4 separate regions of the Zea mays genome follow, and regions 1, 2 and 3 are each linked to region 4. Evidence: chromatin contacts called from public Hi-C data. All regions are on one chromosome and are shown on one strand. Each heading gives the region's core, a stretch centred on a gene start, on an enhancer-like site or on the middle of the called end of the contact. The rest is flanking DNA. Distances are from core to core; before and after follow the strand shown.

Evidence for each region. Hi-C and Micro-C count contacts between places; a contact is called where the count stands out from the background.
Region 1: a contact with region 4 is called in a Hi-C map of tassel, with 2.7 times the contacts expected there. The contact joins the promoter of LOC542315 here to the enhancer-like site in region 4. A contact is called at or near these places in 2 of 25 Hi-C or Micro-C datasets (ear and tassel).
Region 2: a contact with region 4 is called in a Hi-C map of ear, with 2.8 times the contacts expected there. The contact joins the promoter of LOC103626469 here to the enhancer-like site in region 4. A contact is called at or near these places in 3 of 25 Hi-C or Micro-C datasets (ear, leaf mesophyll and tassel).
Region 3: a Hi-C map of tassel shows a contact between it and region 4, with 2.4 times the contacts expected there. The contact joins the promoter of LOC103626464 here to the enhancer-like site in region 4. A contact is called at or near these places in 2 of 25 Hi-C or Micro-C datasets (ear and tassel).

What each region holds. Positions count from the first base shown.
Region 1 is chr5:65,204,436-65,207,380 of Zm-B73-REFERENCE-NAM-5.0, reverse strand. It overlaps LOC542315 (starch branching enzyme 1), which reads left to right and starts at 1,491. Exons shown (of 14, transcript NM_001111900.1): 1 at 1,491-1,616; 2 at 1,699-1,767; 3 at 2,147-2,354; 4 at 2,475-2,544; 5 at 2,864-2,945. The coding sequence starts at 1,518. It overlaps LOC103626470, which reads left to right. Exons shown (of 9, transcript NM_001368267.1): 9 at 1-30.
Region 2 is chr5:65,160,065-65,163,087 of Zm-B73-REFERENCE-NAM-5.0, reverse strand. It overlaps LOC103626469 (NAC domain-containing protein 22), which reads left to right and starts at 1,489. Exons shown (of 1, transcript XM_008646874.4): 1 at 1,489-2,775. The coding sequence starts at 1,504. The coding sequence ends at 2,442. LOC542243 (class I acidic chitinase) reads right to left here. Exons shown (of 2, transcript XM_008646875.3): 2 at 2,866-3,023. The coding sequence ends at 2,900.
Region 3 is chr5:64,559,228-64,562,618 of Zm-B73-REFERENCE-NAM-5.0, reverse strand. It overlaps LOC103626464 (GDSL esterase/lipase At5g55050), which reads left to right and starts at 1,335. Exons shown (of 3, transcript XM_008646872.4): 1 at 1,335-1,703; 2 at 1,811-1,956; 3 at 2,055-3,006. The coding sequence starts at 1,445. The coding sequence ends at 2,807.
Region 4 is chr5:64,860,959-64,863,920 of Zm-B73-REFERENCE-NAM-5.0, reverse strand. No RefSeq gene overlaps it. Among protein-coding and RNA genes, the nearest start is that of LOC109939492, 32 kb to the right of the region's middle. Within about 2 kb of position 1,265, at least 16 of the 20 cell types and tissues checked have an H3K27ac peak or open chromatin away from gene starts, as enhancers often do. A contact at or near this core is called in ear, leaf mesophyll and tassel, where this site is marked.

The sequences.
Region 1 (2,945 bases), core at 242-2,741, 340 kb before region 4:
ATGAGCAATCAGGTTGTTGTCTGTTGATTCTTTCGGCTGACCATTTCGGCTGCTGAGGCCTTGATCCTGTATTTGAGATGTCAGGCCTACTTAGAGCAAATGCTGGAAGGAAGCAATGTGCCTGTTCTGAGGTCCCTCCAGCATCACTTGTAATTTGTAAAGTACTCAAGTACAGACTAGAACTAGTCATGCATACCAGAAGAATAGATAGATGTTTCAGAAGTTGAGGCCTGAGATGCCGTGCCACTCTATTTGCTCTGTTTCATGCTTTGCCGTTATTATATCACTATTTTCACTGTTCATTCTAAGGCCGTTGTCACACGGGTACCAGAAGAGCAGAACACCTTTTTACGTTCCTTTTGCTGCTATGGATGGACTTCGAGAGTTCCTTGAGAAAGCACTCTCATCTATCTTTCCAATTCCTTGTTTCCTTGTGGATCCTGATCACTGAAGATGGCCATTTGATTTTTCACTTTTCAGTTATATATAAAGTGAAGACGGTTGTCTCACGCAATATGTGAAGTGCAAGATGAGCTCTACACTGCAAGGAACCCCAAGAAAAAACCACAGGTAAGTTTGTCTGATTGACAACGGCTAGAGCTGTCTGACGATGCAGATGACTCCGCATGTTCATTCATCACTTTAATTTGTTAGAAAAGCTACACAAAAAGCACATCAGAAAAAAAGAAGAAAAAGCTATTTAGTGGTACTACTAGTTGCAACTTGCAATAATGATGATGATAAATCTGCACAAGCCATAGCTATGCTATATGCTATAGCTATGTATATGTACACAAAAAATACATTTTTTGTGCTATTTTTTTTACCGCTAGTATAATATCCATGTCTTGCTACAACACACAATCATATTTAATACCTATAAAAAATAAATTTAATATTAAAATAAACATATGGTCCACACCATATATTAAACTGCTAAAAACAAATATTATAACTCATTTGATCGTTCATCCTCTTTCGGTTAGTGAGGTGGACAGTGAGAGCGCTGCATCGTGTTATTGGGTTTGACTGGTTTCTCACGGCTCATCTGTGTTGTAACGACCTATCTATGGTCAAACAAACTATTAGGATTATTGTTAGGCGAAAAATGAGGGAGATAAATAAACCTATAAGCAGGACACATGAAACATATGCTTTAAACAGTAGAGATTAACAACATAAAATAAAAAAAGGCAAACCGGGAAGCGTGCAAGCCCAAAGGCCAATCGGCCCAGAACCAGCTCCACGGTTGTTCGTGTCCGCCCACGTGGCACGCCCGGCCATTCCGGGCCCACAGATCCGGCTCAGGGTCATGTGCCACTGCCATGGCCCCCTCCTTGTCGCAGCGGCAGATTGCGACGGGGAAGAAAGGTGAGGAGACCAAGCGAAAAAAATCACGCTTTCATTGCGAGGGGGGAGGATAGGGAGGAAGACGCCAAGCCAGCTCCAGTCCGGCACCCGATATAAAGCGGCAGGCACTTGGATTGCTGACGAGATGGGACTCACACGCCGTCACAATGCTGTGCCTCGTGTCGCCCTCTTCCTCGCCGACTCCGCTTCCGCCGCCGCGGCGCTCTCGCTCGCATGCTGATCGGGCGGCACCGCCGGGGATCGCGGTAAGCTGCGGCGATCCGGGGGCTGGTGGATTTACTACTTTTGCTTTTTTTTCTTCTGTACTGATGGTTCATAGTTTCGCAGGGTGGCGGCAATGTGCGCCTGAGTGTGTTGTCTGTCCAGTGCAAGGCTCGCCGGTCAGGGGTGCGGAAGGTAGATCTTTCCCCAGATTAGAACACGTTGTTACGGACAAAATGGAATTTGGTAGTAGTTTTGGAGAGAGAAAAAAAACTCTGGAATTTGTGGATTGGGTCTCGCTCTCGCTTTGGATTTGGCTCTAGTGCTTTGTTATCAGTAGTAATCATTTTACCAAGTCTAGCGGATCTCAGATTTCAACTGAAGTTGTTTAAATTTTGGTGGTTGGTTTTCTTCAGCCATCCTAATCATTTATTACATAATAATTAGTTGAAATAAAGTGCTATATTTGATATTTCTGTGGTTGCTGCAGCAGCTAATTAGCTTCACTACATTTTCACGTGTTAGCTTCTATTGCTCGTGTAATTCTGAATCTGGCTTTAACGCACTGTGCAAGGTCAAGAGCAAATTCGCCACTGCAGCTACTGTGCAAGAAGATAAAACTATGGCAACTGCCAAAGGCGATGTCGACCATCTCCCCATATACGACCTGGACCCCAAGCTGGAGATATTCAAGGACCATTTCAGGTACCGGATGAAAAGATTCCTAGAGCAGAAAGGATCAATTGAAGAAAATGAGGGAAGTCTTGAATCTTTTTCTAAAGGTTAGGCTTAATACATTCAAATGCTAATACAAGGACCATTTCACAATATTTATAGCACCTGCCCATGCCGCAAAATATTATCTGCATCATCAACATTTCCGGATTTTGTATTTTTTTCAGGCTATTTGAAATTTGGGATTAATACAAATGAGGATGGAACTGTATATCGTGAATGGGCACCTGCTGCGCAGTAAGTTCTAATGTTGTCATGCAAACATGATGTACTGGCGGGGTATCGTTTTTTCCCATTTTGCTTGTGAAGAGATATCGTCTGATAGTAACTATATTAAAAAAAAAGAACAGCTAAAACACAGGAGAGTAATCAATGTTTGGGAGTAGAAAACTGTTCGGATATTTCATTCTTGTGCAAGACTGTCATGTCTTAGCTGAGGAGGCTATTTTTTTTCTTGCTGTGATTACATAATGCTGTTTTCTTCTTATGACAATATACTTTCCACTATTTTAATAGATTGATGCATTTGACTTGAGTTTTTTACTCATGGGTGTAGGGAGGCAGAGCTTATTGGTGACTTCAATGACTGGAATGGTGCAAACCATAAGATGGAGAAGGATAAATTTGGTGTTTGGTCG
Region 2 (3,023 bases), core at 240-2,739, 300 kb before region 4:
GCGACCATGCCTGCGCCCATGATGGCTGCTAAGGACCAGGCCATGATGCCACCTTCACCGGCCGCCGCCGCCCACGTTCAGGATCTCAACCGCTTGCGCGAGGTTAGGGAGTTGTTCCACACGATGCCCTTCCGCAACATATACGACATGAACTACATGATCTTCGTCGAATGCTCGATGCCGGGAGATCGCTAACGCAATCACCAAAGGGAACCTGTGCATGAAAACTGTCCTGCTAGCATGCACGTGCACGTGTGTGATGCTCAGAGGGTGTCGGATGAAATGGCACTTAAAACCTCATGGCGTCGAATGGCATTGTTACCTGCTTCGCGCAAGCTGTTTGATGCAATATCGATCAAGAATGTCTCAGCACAACGCTTATTGGTACTGCCTTAGCCAACTGATGGTGAATGTAAGGGGTATGATTGAATGAATGGTCTAGGATTTTTGGGCAGTGATTATTTATGAGTATATTGTGATAAGTGGCATGGCAATTCTTGTGACATATTCCAACCATACCTTAATTTTTATGCGTCCTCCGCCACTGCATGGAGTCCATGATTGGGGCAATTCCGGTTATTGGTGTGGGCTAGGTTTCAGCGCGTGGGAGCATGGAGGACTCCCCTTGGCAGGGCTGGGCCAGCAAAATCTAAGACCTTGTACAACATTCCAGAATATCAATCTATAAAGTAGAATTATACTAATATAGGCTATAATAATATGATAAAAAGGTTATATTAAGAGTTGTGTGATTGTGTCTAACTGTCTATTCAATTTTGTATTGTATAATTTTACTTGGATAATATTATTTTGTTAGTGTTATTCTTTAAAATGAAATCTTGAATGACATTCATGTTAAAATGGAGATGTAGTCGTGATCAAAGACAAAAACACCATACAGACAACTGATTTGACTCATGAGATGAAGATTTACTTAGAGATTAGTTGATTTATTAGCCTAATGTGCTAGAAGTGAAGGTCCTTGGAACTCGGGGGGGGGGGGGGGGGGGGGGGGCTGTTTCCCTGAACAGGCTGCACACCCACTAGGCTCGGGCCTGCCCCTTGGCTCAGTTCTATTCCAGGTCAAAGGACATCGTCCTAACAATAACTAGTCCTACCTCCCCTCAACCTAGAACTGATATGTTTGTTTATTCATCAGTAGTGAAGTGCAGAGATCGGAGGTCCCATCTTATATGTTCACGAGTTGTTTTAATTCATTTTGTGTGTTGGTAGAACCAATTATCAGTTATATACTTGTCTGGACGAATATTATTATCATATTACATAGATCGTACAAGAAATATAATTAACCAGCAGGAACTACATGTATCTGTAAAATAATCAGCACTAAGCTAGCCAGTAGTGAAGAAAGAATTCAACGTAGATCTAGAGATGACGACACTGCCTTGAGAATTAGGGCAGTAACAATAAAAGTCAGCTAGTACGACGCAAGAGAAGACTGGGAAAGAGCGCATCACTCGCTCGCCATGACGCCATCATGTCATGTCTCCTCCTCCCCCATGCCCCAGAGTCTCCTCCCCGCCGGCCTATATATGCAGAGGGAACTCAGCTCTTTCCCCCATTATCGACCAGCACCCTCATCTATATCCATCAACATCGATCCATCCATCCATCATGGCGGCGGAGCAGCAGCATCAGCTGGATCTGCCGGGGTTCCGGTTCCACCCGACGGAGGAGGAGCTGCTGGAGTTCTACCTGAAGCAGGCGGCGCGCGGGAGGAAGCTCAAGTTCGACATCATCCCCACGGTGCACCTGTACCGGCACGACCCCTGGGAGCTGCCGAGCCTGGCGCGCGTCGTTGGCGAGCGCGAGTGGTACTTCTTCGTGCCCCGCGACGGCGGCGGGCGGGCGGCCAAGCAGCAGCCCGGCTCCGGCGGCCGGCCTAGCCGCACCACGGAGCGCGGGTTCTGGAAGGCCACGGGGTCGGACCGCGCCGTGCGGTGCGCCGCCGACCCCAAGCGCCTCATCGGGCTCAAGAAGACGCTCGTCTACTACGAGGGCCGCGCGCCGCGGGGCACCAAGACGGACTGGGTCATGAACGAGTACCGCCTCCCCGACGCTGCCGACGCTAGCAGCGACGCGCGCGTGCCGCAGGTGGACGTGGTGCTGTGCAAGGTCTACCGCAAGGCCGTGTCGCTCAAGGAGCTGGAGCAGCGGGTGGCCATGGAGGAGCTCGCGCGCGCCACCGCCACGCCGTCCGCGTCCCACAGCACCGGCTCCCCCGCCGACTCCATGTCGTCGTCGGAGATCGTGATGGTGCCCGTGGGCGGCGTCTCGCTCTCACCGTCAGCTGCGATGAGCATGAAGAGAGAGGAGGCGGCGAAGAATCAGCAGCAGCAGGACCCCTTCCTGACGCAGCTGCGGAGCCCACGGATGGAGAGCTGGTGGTCTGCCTACTACGCCAGCGTCCTCAACTTCTAACCAAAATCCACACAATCCAACAGCTTTATATGTAAAGCGAAGGCCCACGCTCACAGTCGTCGGCCCAACTGATGCCCGTGCGCCGCGCGCTGGGCCGCACGGCCCAAGAGCTACCAAGCGCGGGCACGCACCGCGGCAGCCCAAGGATCTCTCCACCTTATCTCCCTGCTCGGGACTCGGGACCTTTACCTATCTTCTTCGTTCTTCCATGGGAGCGAGCTAGAGAGAGGGCGCCATGGATCAGCAGCTTCTCGTGGATGACTCCAATCATATTAACGATATACTAACTTATAATGTGCCGATCGTTGAACACCGTTTATTTTGATTTGATTTGATTTATTCCATGAGCAATGCAAATCCGATATAGCACGGATTCTGCACAGCTCATCTGATCGACTCCCATAGTCCCATCACAACATATTATTATCGCCCCCATCGCTTAATTTAGTTTAATTATTTACGCTTCAGCGTGAGCAGCGGTTCCAGCAAGGGATGCGCTGTTGAAGGGCCTCTGGTTGTAGCAGTCCAAGTTGTCGCCGTAGCTGATGCCAAGGATGTCGCAGTAGCTGGTGTAGAAGAAG
Region 3 (3,391 bases), core at 86-2,585, 300 kb after region 4:
ACGCCTCGCGTGGCATCTCGGCTGCCGGGGAAGGGGGCACGGTGAATGCTGTCACCGCCAGGTATGGAATGGGGCACGTCGCGGATCTCGCCTTCCATGAAGGTGTCGCGCCTCTTCCAAAGTCGAGGGCGAGGGCAGGGGGCGTGGTGAATGCTGGGGGGCTGGTTTGGTGGGGGCAGGTCGGGGGCGAGCTTGGTGGGGGCGGGGTTGGTGGGGGCGCGGAGGTGGCGGGTTTCCCGGTGGCGACTCGCGCGGCATCACTGTGACGGCTGGCGGGGCGCGTGGAGCGCGGAGCTGGCGGGGAAGGAAGGGCGCCGTTGGTGGGGCACTCGACAACATTTGGGGGAGGAAGGGCGCCATTGGTGGGGGTCGCGCGTGGCATGTCAGCAGCCGGGGAAGGAAGATGCGCGTGGGAGAGATAGACGGGGGCATGGTGATACGTGGTGGACACCCTCACTCTGTCCTTAAGATGTAGTGTGTGTATATATATATATATATATATATATATATATATATATATATATATATATATATATATATATATATATATATATATATATATATATATATATATATATATATATATATATACGAAACAGATAATTGCAGCCATGGATCTCCAATTGTTGTGGTGGGCAACTGGCCACGCATCATCAATGGTGACCTAACAAATCGAATTAATTTTGTGCCGTGTGGATATAATGTAGTGGGGTAGGGTATGTAGACTTTTGAATTGAAATAACGAGACTGATCAGAATCTGAGATAGACAGAACAGTATCGATCATGCATATTAATATTATCATATAAAAAAGGGCATCCAGTAGGCACGGTCACGGCCACGAGGCAAACGTGCATGGCGACTAGCTAGTTAGTTCAATTAGAGCGACACTGGAACGGTTTTCTAAGTATAAGAAACAACTAAAAAATTATATAGTATAATTATAAGTATCTCAAGGCCTAAATCATAAATATATATAGTTAAGAAACAATCCGTATAAAGAACTAGGTAGAGACAGGTCTTCGCGAAAACCTTGTCTCTTGTATTTATTTTCAATTAACCCCTATAAACTACTCAAGAGATCCCTATTAAATGGTATTGTACATGTGAGTGTCTTAAGTTGTGCCTTCGAGTGTGTCTAAAAAGATAAATTAAAAAAAATCAAGACATATATTGATGAAAATATTATGTTTTCGCTCTATGCTCGAGACATGAGACTAATTGATTGGTCAATTTAATTTATTTAATACTGGTTTTAGACACCCTCACTAAATTATATTATATTTTAACTGTGTCTTATAATTAGAATAGGGTGCAGCAGTGTCTACATGCCTTACTGTTGTGAGCCCTATCATATCAACAAGCACCGCCAGCCAGAGATAAACATACATATATGTCATTTCCGTGGTGGGCTACAGCCTACAGACCTACAGCAAGCGCTGGCCATGGCAGAGCATTTTGTGCTGTGCCCCGTGATGGCAGTACTATTACTATCCATGGACGTCCTCGGCGCCGCCGCCGGCGTCTTCAAGCCGCCGCCGGCGATGTACGTGTTCGGCGACTCGACGCTGGACGTCGGAAACAACAACTACCTGCCGGGAGCGGGCGTCCCCAGGGCCAACAGGCCCTACTACGGCGTCGACTTCCCCGGCGGCCTTCCCACCGGAAGGTTCAGCAACGGCTACAACACCGCCGATTTCATTGGTAGGCCTCGCCGTCGTCGTCGTATAGGCTCGTAGCTCAACAGAATACCTAGAGTAGTATATATGCATAACAATGTATAGTAAGTACGTTGCATACTTGCATTGCAGCAAAGTGCATAGGGTTCGTGAGCAGCCCTCCGCCGTACCTGTCGCTGCTGGGAGCAGCAAGCTGCGGCGGCGGCCTTCTGGTTCCGACGGCTCTCACTATCGGCGTCAGCTATGCTTCCGGAGGAGCTGGCATCCTCGACTCCACGGTATAAGTACTGTTCGTTACGTCTGCTCCGACGTGTGCGTACTAGCATCCATATATAGCAAACTTTGACAAGGAAGCGTGCGTGCGTGCGTGATGCAGAACGCCGGCAACACGATCCCGCTATCGAAGCAGGTGCAGTACTTCAACGCCACGAGGTCGGAGATGATCGCCGCGGCGGGCTCCTCCGACGCGGTGGACGCCCTGATCAACCGGTCCTTCGTCCTCATCCTCGTCGGCGGCAACGACCTGTCCGCATTCGCGAACGCGGAGCGGGCGCGGAACAGGTCCGGCGCCGACCTGGAGAGCCACGACGCGGCCGCCTTCTACGGCGGCCTCGTCTCCAACTACTCGGCCGCCATCAGGGGCCTGCACGCGCTGGGCGTGCGGAGGCTGGCCGTCGTCAACGTGGGGCTCGCAGGGTGCCTGCCCGTGGCGCGGGTGCTGGACGCCACGGGCGCGTGCGCCGAGGACCGGAACCGGCTCGCCGCCGGCTTCAACGCCGCGCTGCGCTCCCTGCTCGCCGGCCTCGCGTCCCCCTCCTCTAGGTCCGGGCTGCCCGGCCTCTCCTACTCCCTGGCCGACTCGCTCGGCCTCATGGCGGACACCTTCGCCCACCCGCTGGCGTCGGGGTTCACGGACGTCGCCAACGCGTGCTGCGGCGGCGGCCGGCTCGGCGCCGAGGCGCCCTGCGCACCGAACGCGACGCTCTGCGCCGACCGCGGCCTTTACTACTTCTGGGACAGCGTGCACCCTTCTGAGCGGGCCGCAGCGCTCAGAGCCCAGGCTTTCTGCGATGGGCCAGCTCAATACACTACGCCCATCAACTTCAAGCAGTTGGTCCACATGGCATGATCGGTTTTAGCCCATTTGCTTATTCAGACCCAGCGAAACAATTATACAAAGATGATATTATGTCAAAAGTGAACCATGGTACATCCCTTGTTACATGGACAATTGACCGGAAAAATAAAGAAATAATATTGAACAAGCTTTCATGTGTAGCTCTTTCTTACTCCGCTCTAGTATATGGCGACAATTCTTATACTTGAAACATTGAGTTGGGTTACTCTAGAAATCTGAGCTTTATTTGGCAGATTACCAGTGTAACACCTCAAAATCGTAATTTGGGCATTTAGTGAAATTCATCAAATGGTTGGAACCAAAAATTTCTTTTAATAAAAGTATTCTTAACTTTAAAAGTCACCTCACCCAAAATGAATATATTTTCTAATAAAAACAAAAGAAGGCTTATATAAACTAAATCATCCCTAGTTGAAGTGGATATATTCTCAAAAGAATCATGTTAAACTATTCCCTGATATATATGGTTTACCTTAGAAATTATATTTCCTTTAAAATGAGATAATATGTGTGCATGGCATATTTTGAGCATTTGCATAATTAAAGGGAATGAGATAATTAATATTGTTGCACTT
Region 4 (2,962 bases), core at 16-2,515:
GGTCTGCACCAGGCTCCTGAACACCTTTTCGCTCTCGCTCTCCAGCTCCCTGACGCACTGCTCCAGCTCCTGCAGCTTCTCCAGCGCGGCGCCCACCCGCCGCTCCTCGCCGTCGGCCACGGCCTTCCTGCTCCTGGACAACCCCATCTTCTTGGCCGAGGCCGAGGCAGCAGGCGACGCCGCCAACGCCAACGCCGCGGCGGCGTCGGCGACGGCGCCGACCTCCAGGAACACGGCCGCGGCCGCCGCCGCGGTGCCGTTGACGGCCTCGGCGACGGCCCTGGCGACACCGGGTGTGGACGCGGAGGCAGGGCGCGCGCACGCGCACCTAGAGGCCCCGCGCGCGACGGCGGCCGCGAGCAGGTGGAGCTCCCGCCCGGCCCGCCTCTGCGCGCGCGCGGCCGAGGCCAGCCTGGCGGCGTCGTCGCGCCTGCGCACGGCGGCGCGGAGCTCGGCCGCGTGCTGCCGCAGCGCGACCAGCGCGGCCAGGAACGTGCCGAAGGCGTCGGCCAGGACGAGGAAGCCGTCGAGCAGGCTGTCGGCGGCGTGCGCGTGCGCCGGCGGGAGACGCAGCAGCAGCTCGTCCAGCACGCAGAGGAGCGCGCGGACGTGCGCCAGCGACAGCGGGTACTTGGGCCCCGGCCTGGACGTCCACGACCGCAGCGCCAGCAGCTGGTCGTCCACGTGCGCCAGCAGCGGGTGCGTGTGGCATGGCACGCTCGCCGACCGCACGTGCCCGGCCGCCGCTAGTGGCGCCGGCCTCGAGCTCGCCGGCGGCGGGACGGTCGTCGTCGTCGTCGGAGCCATCGGTTTAATTATATCACCGTCGTCGTCGTCGTCACGTACGAGTGCGATTACTGTCGGTCTCTCTCTGTGCGTACCGTACGTACGTGCGCCTTGATGGCTTCGTAGTCGCGAGCTGTGTCTGTATATATGGAGCGAGGAGGAGACGACGTCGAGAGGAGGCAGCTGCTATCTGGAGCCGTTAGGTTGTCGCCGTGGTGGTCACTGTTTGAAAATCCACGCACACGGCAGCATAGCTGAGCTGAGCAGGCCTGGTCGCCTGGATGGATCACCGCCGACGAAGCTTCTGTGAAGTGGACGTCCGCATGTCCGCCACGTACTTAAGAACGAAATCCGAGGATCGGGAGCAGTTTGAAGATAGGGTGGACTTTAGAGACGGGAAGGGAGAGGATGCAGATGCGTGTTGCGTTGTACGGCTGGCAGGCACCATGCCAGCTGTGGATGCCGGTCCAGTAGCCCACAAAGCCCGGCCCACGACGACATGATGCGAATAGAATATGGTGCACGAGCGAGGGAGGCATCGCATCGCATCGCATCTCATCTCGTCGTCTCTCTGTATGTATTAGCTGCAGACAGGCAGGCAAGAAGTCTATGTCTATGGAGATGAGACATGACAGGTGTGTGCCTGCATTGCATGCGTGCGTATCCCTAGCTGAAGCCGTGTGACTGACAGCTCAACCGATCCAAGTGCTTAGACGACGACCCCAATTGTACGTTCTTAATCACGCACTTGTTAGTACTATACCGCGTGCACGCATCAGCTACACAGCATCATACATATAGATCAGAGTAGAGAGTAGACTCGAATCAAACTAGATCGGTAGGTTTTTGGCAACATATATATAGATGCCCATGCCCTCCAGATAATTACCGGCGGGGCTGCAGTACATGTTGTCTGCGCTATTGATTTAATTCTCAACTGCATGCCATATATATATATATATTGAAATCAAAATAAATAGACAAGTCTTAGAGCTAGTTTGAGAACTCCATTTTTCTAAATGATTCCTATTTTTCCAAGAAAAAATGAACTAAACTCTCTTGGAAAAATGAAAATCCCTTTGGAAAATGAGGTTCCTAAACTAGCCCTTAAACACGGCGACGACCCGTATTTCACAGCCCCCCACCCACCGGCCCACCCACCTAGGCGTCACCCATGAAAGTATCTAGGCCCCTGGTTGGTTTTATTGATTAATGACAACGTAATGTTATATGTGACTAACGTGTGTTTTGCAGAGACAAATGGTAAGTTAGGTCGCATTACAGGTAGAAGTACTACAACGGTGAAAACAATCCCAGAGATAAGAACTCGAAGCGACGGCTAAAACAACGAAACAAAAGGTGAAGGACTACGGAGTCCGAGTGTCAAGGAGATGTGGACACTTGTGATTTAGTTAGGTCTTTTATTATCTTTTAGCCGTACTATAAAGAGGGGTTATCGATGAGTAGTTTGACCAAGAGAGTTCTAGTGTAGTGTTGGTGCACAATCACACTCACATACAGTGCTAGGTGTCACTCTAGAATTCACTCACAAGTTAGAACGAAAATCGATTTGAAAATCAGCTGAAAAACAAGAGGTAGGGTTTCTGGCCCTGGGGCACCGGACTGTCCGGTGTGCACCGGACTGTCTGGTGCACCATCTGCCAGGTGGGCCAGGCTGGCCCAGGGGAAGGCCTCCCCGGGCAGCAAAACCCGAGCGCGACTGTTTCAGAAGTCAATTATAGTGGCGCACTGGACTGTCCGGTGTGCCATGAGTCCAACGGCTAACTGTCAGAACTAGTCGTTGGAAACGACCGTTGGCGCACCGGTGGCGCACCGGACTGTCCGGTGCGCCCGTGCGCAGTAAAATGCCTGTAACGGCTAGTTGGTGGGTGAGGGCTATTTATACCCCCTTCACCCACCATATTCAATGTCTTGCACCCCACATTTATTCCAGCACATTGCTAGAGCATTGCAAGCACCAAAAGCCTAGTGAGGAGATTAGAGAATCTTAAATCCCGCATTTGTTCCTCATTAGCGCTAGCGAGAGCTACCTAGAGCACACACCACTTGCATTAGGCTTCTCTTGGTCAAGCGAAAGTCTACGACTTGTTACTCTTGGTGATCGGCATCACCTAGACGGCTTGGTGGCGTTGGGAGCTCGGTGATCACCGTGAAG